2 separate regions of the Sus scrofa genome follow, and region 1 is linked to region 2. Evidence: chromatin contacts called from public Hi-C data. All regions are on one chromosome and are shown on one strand. The core of a region is the stretch at or near the end of the contact, and the rest is flanking DNA. Distances in the headings are between cores, read along the strand shown. Region 1 has its middle 18 kb from the start of FAM46A. Region 2 has its middle 150 kb from the start of RPL18.

What was found. Hi-C and Micro-C count contacts between places; a contact is called where the count stands out from the background.
Region 1: a Hi-C map of retroperitoneal adipose tissue shows a contact between it and region 2, with 1.8 times the contacts expected there. The contact joins two enhancer-like sites. A contact is called at or near these places in 9 of 47 Hi-C or Micro-C datasets (epiblast stem cells, fetal heart ventricle, fetal liver and 6 more) and 1 of 2 datasets of contacts at active chromatin or transcription factors (alveolar macrophages).

The regions. Positions count from the first base shown.
Region 1 is chr1:84,523,865-84,530,133 of Sscrofa11.1, reverse strand. No RefSeq gene overlaps it. Among named protein-coding and RNA genes, the nearest start is that of FAM46A, 18 kb to the left of the region's middle. Within about 2 kb of position 4,228, at least 9 of the 83 cell types and tissues checked have an H3K27ac peak or open chromatin away from gene starts, as enhancers often do. A contact at or near this core is called in retroperitoneal adipose tissue, where this site is marked.
Region 2 is chr1:84,223,868-84,230,860 of Sscrofa11.1, reverse strand. No RefSeq gene overlaps it. Among named protein-coding and RNA genes, the nearest start is that of RPL18, 150 kb to the left of the region's middle. Within about 2 kb of position 4,845, at least 6 of the 83 cell types and tissues checked have an H3K27ac peak or open chromatin away from gene starts, as enhancers often do. A contact at or near this core is called in retroperitoneal adipose tissue, where this site is marked.

The sequences.
Region 1 (6,269 bases), core at 2,979-5,478, 300 kb before region 2:
AAGTCAGCACCATAACTGTTCAAAAACTTGCATCATCACCACAGTGAGTAATAAAAATGTCTTGTGCCCTGGGTCACATGCCATGTTTATGTTTCATTTTGCCTCATTGAGAAGGTCATCTGAATGGGTCCCTCTCTCCATATCTACTTGAGCATCTTGGATTAAATCTGCTATGTGGGATAGTCTCGGACCTGATGAGAAATAGATTTATAGTAAATCATCAGTGAAATTCAGAAGCTTGCCTTGGAAAGAAAGGGTACATGCCATGGGCAACTTGCAAATGCAGAAATCCTTTAATTATAAGTCATGCCCTTGCCTGAGGAACTTTATACTATGCTGACAAGAGGCTGAAACTAATAGTAAGCCTTTTCATTTTACATACACATATGTACACACCCACTATCTAGGAACATGTTAAGACCTATATGTTCAAACAACCCATTTACAAATTGCTAGATGAAACCAGCATTAACTCCCTGCTCCCTCTGCCCTTTAAAGAAACCAGCTTATTATTTCCTCACCCTTCTCCTTCATCAACTGGGATCCTCTGCATCTGTTGTAAAAACATGCCTCTCTCCTCTCCTCCTATCAGACACTTGTCTTGCTGTAGGATAGGTGACAACCAAAAACTGAAGTGCTATTTTAATAACAGACTCTTAAAGATTTCCTAGTCAAAGGAATGAGTCTCTAATGGTAGGAAATTAACTTCCACTGGGAACTTTACTAGTTGCTACTTGAGATGCCTTCCTCCAGCTGCTCAACTGGACCACCCAGGCAACTAACTGCATGTGCCGAATGTCCATACATTTTGATAAAGCCACCCAGAAATTCTCTCTTGACCCAACAAGCTGTGCTGCTGACTGTACTGTAAAGCCATTCCTGTGCCAGACAAACCACAGAATTTCAGCAAGTAAGGAGTTGAAGAAGGCAGCAGCATTATTTTTGATCTGTTTTTTCATTCTCAAACTTCACAGTCTTGGAGCTTTCTGCAAAATTTCAGTTTGGTTTGTATTATTCACTGAGGAAGTCTGGTGCACATAACAGCTTCCTCTTAAGATAGATAAGACCAGAAGGCTAACAGTTCTTTGGGTAAGTAGGATTAATTATCAGGAAGCTGTTGATAGTTCATTGCTGACCTGTAAAAACCTAGGAAGAATGAGGTCAGCTAAAATAATGAGTCCATTTAAAGTTTGGGTCATATAAGACGTCACTAAGGATCACATTATTTCAGCAAAGAAAATATTACAGAGAGCTCTCCTCTTAAAAGAAAATAGTTTTTCTGCTGGAGAGCTTCCAAACCGCACCATTGCAAAACCTAAACACTCTAAACCATTGAAAGTTAATGTTTAACTGTCTGGTTCTAGTTGTTTTGAAAACCCTTTCTCCCCCGAGAATTGATTTTTGTCAAAATTCAGGTGTCATTTGGCTTTTAATCCCAATTATGTTCCTTATGCTAGATGGACATCCTTTCATCACCAAGGGGTTATTTTTCTTTTTAATATCTGAAGTAATGTAGAGTGTATTTTACCCTGCCCTGTGCAATTAGGAGAAGCAGTAATCAGCATTTTACGAGAGTTGGGGAAAAACAGTAGAAAGCAGGGCTGGCCCAAGGCATGATGGTGAGATGCCCCCCCATTTTTTTTTAAGCCCTTGTCTCCTAACTTGTCATTTAACTTTTTGTGTGCCCTAATCTCTATGAAATCTTGTTCAGCCAAGGTTCAGTGGCCCTTCTAAGCCTCTTCTGTTGGAGGATAAACTGAGAGTGGACATGATGTAGTGCACAGCATGAGGCCTGAGACATAGGAGATGCTCAAAAATGGAGGTGCCCGCATCTTCCTCAGCATCCCCTAAACCTCAGCACTAAGGGATACTGGATTACGATGAAATTGCTTGCAAGTTTGAAGACTGAAGAACTTTGCTTGAACTTTTTGCTTGAAGACTGAAAAACTTTCTGAACATAGGAGCGCATGTGCATGTGCTGAAAGTCCTGCCTGTGTGTATGTCAAACCTTGGAAGCCTAGTAGGAGGTAGAGAAGAGATTCGATGTGGTAGCAAGTTGGGGAAGGCTTCCCTATTCCAAAAAGTGACAGCAACTGCCTCTTCATTAGACCAGCCTTGCAGGAAAAAAAGTGACAGTGTTAGTGAAGCTTGGGAGCCAGGCAGTGTCTGGGACCTGATGGTTCACACCAGAACCAGACAGTCCAAGGCCCTGGTACATTCCAAGCCCACTCCCCTGGCAGCCCACAGGCCTGGATTCTTCCATCTTTCTTCTGCCACTACCATTTGCAAAGGATCTGATTAGTTAGTTCATTTTTAAGGGCCATAGGGATAGAGGCAGATATCAGATTTGTGAGATCTGAAACTTACACAATGGCAGGAGCCCTCTTTCACAGAAAGAGTACAAGATAATAAGCAGTAGATACAAATGTGATTATTTAATTAGAAAAAGAAAAGAGCACTTGCAGCAGCTTGGGTCACCACTGTGGGGTTCAATCCCTGACCCAGGAGGGAACTTCCACATGCCATTGGCAGCCAAATAAACAAATAAATAAATAAGAAATCTCCACAAAATATATTCTTAAAACGCTGGAAAATACCACAAACATCACAAACTCCATAAAAATAATGTTTTTTTATTACCTTCCTGATATACCCCTGTGGTATATTAGTATATTTTTAGTACGTTTCTTGTTTTTTTGTTTTGTTTTTTGGTTGCAAACTCTGATTGCTCCCTCATGAATCTCCTTGATAGGAGAGAACTTTTGAGTTAACCACATTCATCCATGAGAACCAGAGATTTGCCTACAATTTTTCATGTAGGATGATGTGAAGAACTTTCCATAAGGAAGCTTTTGGCTCTGAACAATTTGGAACCTTTTTTAATCCTGTATAGCCACATACATCTGGCATTATAAGAGCATGCTCAGATCTCATTGAAACCTCTAATCCTATGTCCTTATTCCATGACCCCATATGAGTGGGCAGTGGAAGTATTTCTGAAAGTGCTCCTGCATGAGGTCAGGTAACCCAGCTTAGCTACACCTGGAAGCAATGGCAATCCACATAAATACATCCCACCAAACCCACTCTAAAAGGATTCCCAGTTCAATTCGCCATTCACCAAATACCCAAAGTGTCCTCAACTCATCTGACACCACCCAGTGTGAAGGGAGGTGGAGAGGAATTCCAAACAGAGAGAGATAGCATATGGTTAAATTGTTTCACTTTTCCAAATGTTGCAGAAGCATATGCCTGAACAAATGAGAATCCCCAAAGATTTAAATGTCTTTAGCTTCCTAGGAGATCCACCTCTGCACAAAGTCTATATCCCAAGACAGAATTTAGAGGATGAGGGCAGGTTCCTACCCTCCCCCACTGGTGGAAAGAACTCTTTGATGCTAAGGTATACTTGGTAACCTGTGGATACTTATACATATGTCATAAACAATAATACAAGTGTTATCACTAAAGTCCTCTGTGCACAAGCAGAGGCAATCTCAGAGGCAGAAATCATGATATCTGTCTCCCTGGAGAATGGAGGGGACATCTTCCTGAAACAGGAAGCACCTTCTTCCCTCCTACCCCTCCTCCAGCACCACCCAAGGCAACCTGAAGCAACTTAGATTATGTTAAGAAATGCTTTAATCCAGTTTAATAATTTTGTCTGATCCTTTAAATCCTAGCTCTACCCTGCCACCAAAAAGGTCTGTGAACTTGGACAAATTAGTTCACCTCTCTTAAGCGTCAGTTTCCTCATCTCTATAACGGCAATAATACTTGCTTTGCAGAAATGTGGAAAGGATTAAATGGATAGCATAGGGTAGCTGCTGGGCACCTAGTAGGTGACAAAGATACTGGAGCTATCGTACTTACTGTCCACGTTTCAAGAGTGACTCTAAGGGAAGAACCAAGAGGGGCCTCCTGGACACCTCAGGGTCCCGGGCCTCCAGATGTATCACACTTGGCACACAAGGTCAAACTATAAATACTATGGGGTGATGCTTTCAGTTTCAGTTTCTCTGTTTTGCCCCAGAGCCCAGTAGCAACCTAGGGCGAGTGACCATAGAAATAGGATAGCCATAGCACTCTGTGAACAGAGTTCGTTAATAAACATGAGGCTTTTAGAAGGCAACAGTAATTCAGTTCATGCTCAAAGCACCCTCATGACGCAGGGTCTAATTCTGAAACTACATAAGATTTGGGAAGTGTTCTAGCCTCAGATACTTTGCTGTTTGAACAAGAGCAGCAAATTGCCCCTTCTATGACTGCAAAGAACTGGACAAAGCCTTTGTAGGCTGTGGGGGTTCTGTCAAGATTTTTTATCTAAAGTGATCTGTCCTCAGGGGTCTAGACACTGCTGCTTGGATGTGTCACAAGCTCTGCCTAGCCCACAAAATCAGATAATTTGAAGCAGCAGATCACTGTTACTGATTGACTCTGACGCCAGATCACACTGGGCTGCAAATCCAGCTCTAATACTTACCATCTTTACAACCTTGGTCCAGCTACTTATATTCTTTGTGTCTTAAGTCCCTTATTCTAACATGAAGATAATAAAGCATTTACCTCATCAGATTGGAGTGAGTATTAGAATGAGAATTACATGAAATCATATTTCTCTAAGGCTTTATGCTGCACACTGCAAGTATTCCGTAATGGTTAGCACGAGCATTAAGTGAGAAATCTGATGATGTCCAGAAATTTTTGGTTTTATCGATCTGGTGCTCAGAAAAAAGGTTAACTACAGAGGTAGATTTTAGTTTTTCTGATTGTTAGTTTCCTGTGGCTGCTGTTCAATTTGGACTTTAAAACAACAGAAGTATATTCTCTCACAGTTGTGGGGGCCAGAGGTCCAAAATCCAGAATCAGTATCATGGGACCCAAGTCATGGTGCTGGCAGGCCACGCCCCCTCCCTCTGGAGACCCTGGGGAAGAATCCGTTTCTTGCCTCTTCCAGCTTCTGATGGCTGCCGGTGTTTCCTGGATTGCAACCTCATTATTCCACTCTCTGCCTCACATTGTCTTCTCCTCTGCTTTCTAGATCAAAACTTCATCTCCCTCTCTCTTTTAAAGAGGCAAATGTTAACACTGAAGTCCCCTCTCCGTAATGCAAAATAATCCAGGATACTCTCTCCATGTTAAGACCGTTGTCTTAATCCTGTCTACCAGCTAACATCTATAAATTCCAAGGATTGGAACTTGATATCCTTGGAGCCCATTCTTTAGCCTACTTCACTAGTTAATATATGATACTGTAAAACATGGATGAAGGTAAAATTTATAAGAAGAGAGATCTAAATATAGATCACTGGGAAGCAAAGAAAAATGAGCCACTACATGGAAGTGAGAAGCAGAGAGGAACAGCCCACGGAGACAACTATGGTAGGGGTTAGAGGGAGGATTTTTAGCCCACGGAGACAACTATGGTAGGGGTTAGAGGGAGGATTTTAGCCCATGGAGACAATTATGGTAGGGGTTAGAGGGAGGATTTTAGCTTCCGAGGGTATAGTACTTTCACAAAGGACAACACACCAGAAACACTTTGGAGAATCAAGGAGGGGGCCAAAAAGGAATCGTTGGGTTTGACTATTAGGAAAAATACCCATACATTTAGCCAATGTGGATTTATTCTCATGAGAGAAAGCCATACTTAATACTATGAAGTAAGTATGGAGTTACCTCTGTGGTATACTTGTGAGTAGGTATAGGTGGAAGGGAAAATGGTGCAAACACATCTTGGCAAGCCACTCTTCTACCTCACTCTCAAGCTGTATTTTCTTTGGATTCCCAACATCAAATGCTCAGAGCCTCTAAACTTCGCCAAGGTAGACACAGCCGACTTTAAAAGGGGAAAACAATGCCTCCTTCCTATACAAATATGTTTGCACTGCAGCTCCAGAGAGGTCAATGACAAAGGCTTATTCATCCTTATAATTGTTCCACTTAGGGTGTTAATGACTAGACCAGTCAAGTGGTAACATGTGTTTTTTTGTTTTGTTTTTGGTTTTTTTTTTTTGTTTTTTGGGTTTTTTTTTTTTTTTGCTTTTTTAGGGCCAAGCTGCAGCATATGGAGGTTCCCAGGCTAGGGGTCAAATCAGAGTTACAGCTGCCAGCCTACACCACAGCCACAGCAACATGGGATCTGAGCCGTGTCCGCAACCTACACCACAGCTCATGGCAATGCTGATCCCCAGCCCACTGGGCGAGGCCAGGGATCGAACCCACATCCTCATGGATGGTAGTGGGATTAGTTTCCACTGAGCCACGAA
Region 2 (6,993 bases), core at 3,596-6,095:
CGGCTTGGATCCAGTGTTGCTGTGCCTCTGGCATAGGCCGGCTGCTACAGCTCTGATTGGACCCCTAGCCTGGGAACCTCCATATGCTGCAGGTGTGGCCCTAAAAAGACAAAAAAAAAAAAGAAAAATGTATAAAATCTACACACACACACACACACACATACACAGATCTACATGTACATGTGTTTGCTTTCTTTTTTTTCTTTTTTGCTTTTTAGGGCCATACCTGCAGCATGTGGAGATTCCCAGGCTGGGGGTTAAATCAGAGCTGTAGCTGCTGACCTATATCACAGCTACAGCAATGCAGGATACGAGCTGCATCTGCTACCTACACCAAAGCTCATGGCAACGCTGGATCCTTAACCCACTGAGCAAGGCCAGGGATTGAACCCGAAACCTCATGGATGCTAGTCAGATTCGTTAACCACTGAGCCACGACAGAAATTCCTACATGTATTTGCTTTTATGCTACCTTTTCGTTAGATTTGTAAAGCCTTAACTCCTTGGAGGCAATGGTAATTACTATTTGATGAACATATTATTGTTCAGCTAAAAAATATAAATGTGAAATTAGAAGGGTCTCTTTGTGTAACTCCCTGGGACTGGAATAGCGAGTTCACAGAAAAGGCCTTCAAGGATAGCCCTTTATTGAGGTGAAATCCTGAAGACCCACACCACAGAGGGTTGTAGGAGACCACTGCAGAGAGCCCTCAAAGGAGAAACCTCCCAAGGGAAACACAGCACCCATGGCACAGGTGAGAAGGTTAGGGTAACCCTTTCTTCTCCCAGATGGTTCCAAAGCTTGTACAACTTGGAGCTGTGACACCGTTGCGCCTCTGGAGAGATGCCATTTCTAAGTGATAGCCACGGCCCTTCCACAAGAGACAGCCTGTGTCTCCCAGACCACCGCAATTATGCGTCTCCTCCCGGGCCTCTGCCCGCAGCGTGGGTCAGGATGTTGCTACCCACTTAAGCACTTGCTCGTTTAGAGTCCCAAGGGACCGGTCAGTACCACATATGTGAATTTCGAGGACATGCACCGAGGGAAAAAAAACCCAGCAAGAGTCAGAAATAACACACCGGTAAAACCCAATGTATAGTCGGTATTTTTCCAGGGTTCTATGTATACGAATGTTCCAGAAAACCGAAGGTAATTTTTTTTAAGTATCAAAGTGCTTTTACTGGGAGTGCCCATTGTGGCTCAGGGGAAATGAATCCAACGAGTATCCATGAGGATGCGGGTTCCATCCCTGGCTGTGCTCAGTGGGTTAAAGATCCAGCGTTGCCATGAGCTGTGGTGTAGGTCTCAGACATGGTTCAGATCCCGCGTTGCTGTGGCTATGGTGTAGGTTGACAGCTACAGCTCCAATTAGACCCCTAGCCTGGGAACTTCCATATGCTACAGGTGCAGCCCTAAAAAGACAAAAGTTTTTAAAAAGTCCGAAGTGCTACTGCACACTTCCTTGCCTTCTCAATTTCTGAGCATCTTTACCATTGTTTGTCAAATAGCATCATGATTTTCTACTGTTGATTAAGAACATCCCTGACCTGGGGCCTTCCTTTGGATTTCCTACCCCTGTTCCTCATATGCCCGGAGCTTTACCAAAATGGACTGTTCCCAGTCCCCTTACACCCCTCCCTTTGGGCACCTGCAGGCTTTCTTTGGACGTGTTCATTGACCAATTGACTCTGACTCTACTCAGGTCCCCATTTCTGCAACCCAAGATCCCCCATCTTTCCTGAGCCAGTTGTACCAGGCGGACCTCCTGGATCCCCTTTTCACTCAGCTCCTGCAAATGATATTTCTGTAACTGACCATTAATCTTTTTAATATTCATTTTTTATCTGAGGGTTTTTTTTTCATTTTTTAAAATTGAAGTATGGCTGATTTACAATGTTTTGTTAGCTTTAGGTGTACAGCAGTCCTGTGGCCTGAAGTTGACTGAGATGGGGCCAGTAACCAGGCTTGCTGAGGCCTGGGATGGTGGTCTCTGGACCAGCAGAGATGCTCCCTAAAAAATGATGTGGGAGTCAGTTCTGCTTGGAGCCAAACTGGAGCAAAGAAAGACCTCTGTCCCAAAGAGAACCAGGCTCTGAGCCCTCGTGTCCAGGTCAAACGAGTCAGCAGTAATGGTTCCTACTAATGAACAGCCAGCTATTTTCCATTCCCGTTGAAGGAAAACTTAGACCTATACAGTGTCTGAAAATTGTGATGTTTTCTTTAATAAAATCCACCGCAAAAAGCATACTTCCCTTGAACCATCACATCTCTAAGCAAAATGACTTTGAATTGCATGGACTCTGAGAGCCATTTATTTCCATGGTTGTTTTAATTTCGGAGGGAGGGGGGAGGTGAAAAAGGAGAAGAAAATGCACAGGGAGCAAGAGAACAAGGATAAGTGTATCTAGAAATTTTCATTTGGTAGCTTAGAAATCCAGCTTACAAAAATCTGTTTAGTTGTCGGCCTTTTATCCACTCAACAAATATTTATCAAGGGCCAACATCCTGTCAAGAATGCTAGAGACAGAGAAATCACAAGGACCTGATAGATCTAAGTGCAGGTCACTTGGGGGCGGAAAGCCCAGAAGACTTCCCTGAGGAGCAGAGGCTGATAGACAACAGTTATTCACCACCTGCGACCTGGGCTGGAGGACAATGCAGACTGAGGCGTGAGAAATCAAGTACAGTGCTCCAAGAATAGAAAGTCACTCAATGAGCCTGCAGGGCTGAGCGTGGGAACCAGGTGATGTGACAAAGCAGGTCCAAAGGAGAGGAAAGGCCATCTCAAGGGTTTGAACCATATCTCAAAGTCGATGGGAGCTATTGGAAATATCACAAATGTGTTACACAATCTGATTCATCTTTAGAAAATACTCTGTCTTAAATGGATCTTAAACATAAGACAAGATCCTCAGTTAAAACTCAGAGATACTGCTTTTTTTCTTTTTTAACATTTTTATTCTTCTATTATAGTTGACTTACAATGTTCTATCAATTTCTGTTGTATAACAAAGTGACCCAGTCTCATATCCATCACATATACACATATACACATATTCTTTTTCTCACATTGTCCTCCAGTGTGTTCCATCACAAGTGACTAGATACAGTTCCTTGTGCTATACAGCAGGATCTCATTGCTTATCCACTCCAAATGCAATAGTTTGCATCTATTAACCCCAAACTCCCAGTCCATCCCATTCGCTCTTCCTCCCCTTCAGCAACCACAAGTCTGTTCTCCAAGTCCATGAATTTGTTTCTTTTCTGTAGATAGGCTCATTTGTGCCATATGTTAGATTCCAGATATAAGTGATATCATATGGTATTTGTCTTTTTCTTTCTGACTTACTTCACTTAGTATGGGAAACTCTAGTTCCATCCATGTTGCTAACAACTCATATGGTATTTGTCTTTTTCTTTCTGACTTACTTCACTTAGTATGGGAAACTCTAGTTCCATCCATGTTGCTAACAAATGGCATTATTTTGTTCTTTTTTTGATTTTCACCTCCCCAATTAGTGAAAAGGAAAATGTTTGAGCAGGATAGTGAAACAGACATTGACCCATATTTCTGGCAGGAGGAATAACAATTTAGCAACATATATTAAAATTACAAACACATCCATCTTTAGATCCAACAATTCCAATTCTCAGGATCTCTCCTGAAATCATTCTCACACCAGTATGGAATGACATATGGACAACTTCATTCATTTGCAGCATTGTTTGTCATAGCAAACTATTGAAAACTAATAAATGTCCATTAAAAGCAGGCTGGCTAAATACACTTGCTTAGCTCGATATGATGGACACCTTATACTTTAAAATAATAAATAATGTCCTTATACAGAAGGGTTACCAAGATGCAGTATATATTTAAAAAATAAAGTACAGGGAGTTCCCGATGTGGTGCAGTGGAAACAAATCTGACTAGTATTCATGAAGCTGTGGGTTCGATCCCTGGCCTCACTCAGTGAGTTAAAGACCCAGTGTTGCCACGAGCTGTGGTGTAGTTCACAAAGACAGCTCAGATCCCCCATTGCTGTGACTGTGATGTAGGCCAGCAGCTGTGGCTCCGATTTGGCCCCTAGACTGGGAACTTCCATGTGCTGTGGGTTCGGCCCTAAAAGGCAAAAAAAAAAAGTACAAAACAGTATGTCCAGCCTAGTATCTATGTAAAAGGGGGTATTAAGAAATAGATTAATACACACACACACACACACACAAATATCTCTGGAATAACACAAGAAATTCCTCCCCACGACTGTGGCTGGAGTTGTGAATAGGAGCTGTGGTTTCCAATGAAGGCCATCTTTTGTGACCTTGACCCAAAGAGTTCCATGGAGTGATGGAGTGGGCAGAACCCAAAGCCTAGTGAGGGTCTGGATGGATGCAGCATGATGGATATGAGACCACTTTCAAGAAATCTGGTGGAGGAAGGGGCACTCTCTTAGACTGGGAAACAGACTTGAGCTTGTTTTCAAATACAGATACAGAGACAGAAAAAGGTGCAAACTTTAAAGAAGGAGATAGTGATGAAGTGAGACAAGAGTGGAAATGAATATATTGCAAATTTCCAAGGAAGATTTAAAAAGTATAAGTTCAAGGATTATATCTCCCCACCCCACTTCTTTCTTTTCTATCTCCCCTCTGTTGTCTTTAGGAAGGTGGTGTGTACCAAGTAGGTACCCTCTGGTGTCAGGGTGCCTGAGCTCATGTTGTGAAGGATCTCCTTTGTTGAACATCGGCTGCAAGATCAAAGGGGCCACACCTGCTTTAGGAAGCATATGTAGGAGTCCTAGCAACAGTGTATCCCTTCCTATCCTCCACCCAGAAGAGAGAGAAGGCAGCTCCTCTCCCCGTCCCTGGCCTCCACCATCAGTTCTCCCTGGAGTTCCTGGCTGCAGGTGAATCGTACACCAAAGAGCTGTGCTTCCAGTGGGTCCAGATCCACACTCAGGGAAAAGCCAGGATACAGCCCCACAAATTCCTTCCTAAGTTTTCAGTGTTTTCTAGGCCCCAGCATTCCAACCCGCCCTTCTGGCATTTTCCTGGTGAAAAATTTGACACACACTCCCCCTAGTGACAGCCCCAAGAATGCTTTTCAGTGACCAAACTGCCTGGACAGCAAAGAGAAGCATCTAGCCCTGGACGTGCACCTTCTTCTCGCCCAGACCACCCCCTGCCCCCGACCCCATCCCCAACACTTTTGCTGAGGTTGATTTTTGTAATTAGAAAGAAATATTTGGCCAGATGAATATCTAGAAACTAATAGGTTAGAGGGAATGAGTTTTCATCGCAGTGTCAAGAAGACATTGCTAGAGAGGAAAATATTAGAAGCAGGAAGATTCTGCACATAAAAAGGAGAAAGAAGAGCGTCGAATATGCTAGATGTGTCAAGGGCTGCACTGGTGATCCCAAAGCCGAGGCAGAATGATCATTGCCGCACATAGGCTCAGTTTATGAGTTCCTGTTGTGGTTCAACAGGTTAAGAACAGGACATAGCGTCCATGAGGACTTGGGTTTGATTCTTGACCTTGCTCAGTGGGTTATGGATTTGGTGTAGCCACAGTCTCTGATGTAGGTCACAGATGTGACTCCAATCTTGCTTTGCTGTGGCTGTGGCAGAGTCTAGCAGCTGCAGCTCCAATTCAACCCCTAGCCTGGGAACTTCCATGTGCTGCAGGTGCAGCCATAAAAAGAAAAGAAAAGAAAAGGGAAGACAGACACTAAAAGGGTTAATGAAGTGAGGACATGTAACCTGTGGGAAAGATGGCTTGAGGGGACAGTGATAGCAGGGATTAAATATTTGCAGGGCTGATGTGGGGAAGGTTAAACTTCCTTGTCAGGATAACTCCATATTCACGGTTCTGAACTATTTGAGGGTCAGTTTGAGAACTGATGGAATCCATGAAATTTCTCTCCAGAATAACATATTTTCACATTTCATAGAGTCATAGAAAAAAACTAATGGCTTAATAAATGTAGACACAGATGATCAACCTCACTTAAAATTCAGGCCAACGGGGAATTCCCATCGTGGCTCAGCAGTAACAAACACAACTAGCATCCATGAAGATGCGGGTTGGATCCCTGGCCTTGCTCAGTGGGTTAAATGATCCGACATGGCCATGAGCTGTGCTGTAGGTCGCAAATACAGATGGTATCTGGCGTTGCTGTGGCTGTGGTGTAGGCCAGCGGCTATAGCTCTGATTTGACCCCTAGCTTGGGAACTTCATATGCTATTGGGGCAGCCCTAAAAAAAAAGTTAAAAAAAAAATTCAGGCCAACATAGCAAGCATATACAATTTTTTACTTATCCATTTTGAAAAGATCAAACAATTTAGTAAAGCAGAGTAGAAAGGCATGAAGAAACGGGCACTCTTGCACAATGATGCATTATAAGCTGATGCCATCTTTTTGGGAAGATGATCCATACATTAAGCGATTCCCCAGGCTTCACTTCCCATCTCCAGGACTGTGAGTTTCTAATGTATATCACACATCCAGCTCAGGCTGTGAGACTTAAACATAAGTAATCAACTATCTTCACCTGATGGTCTCAAAGGGTCTGCAAATCTAACATATGCAAGACAGAACTCAAAACTCCCTGCAGACCTGGTCCCCTGGACAGTCTTACCTGTGGGGGTAGAGCACGCCCATCAATTTGTTATGTTAGTCAGAAATCCAAGGCATCCTTGACATGTCCCTGTAACTGTGTCTCCCCACTTCCATGTCACCACACAAGTTTAAGGCATCATGTCTCACCTGGGTGAATGTAATAAACTAACTCGTGTCCTGACAGCCACTCGCTTCCTCTGATGGCTTATCCTCACTGCAGTCAGAATAATCCTTTCAAAACGTCAAGCAAATCATGCCAATCCCCTTGCTTCACGTCTTTCAACTGATTTTAAGTTAAAGACAGAAATCTTAAATGCAGCTTACAGATTCCACACCATCTCACTCCCAACTATCTTTCCAGATCCTTCTCT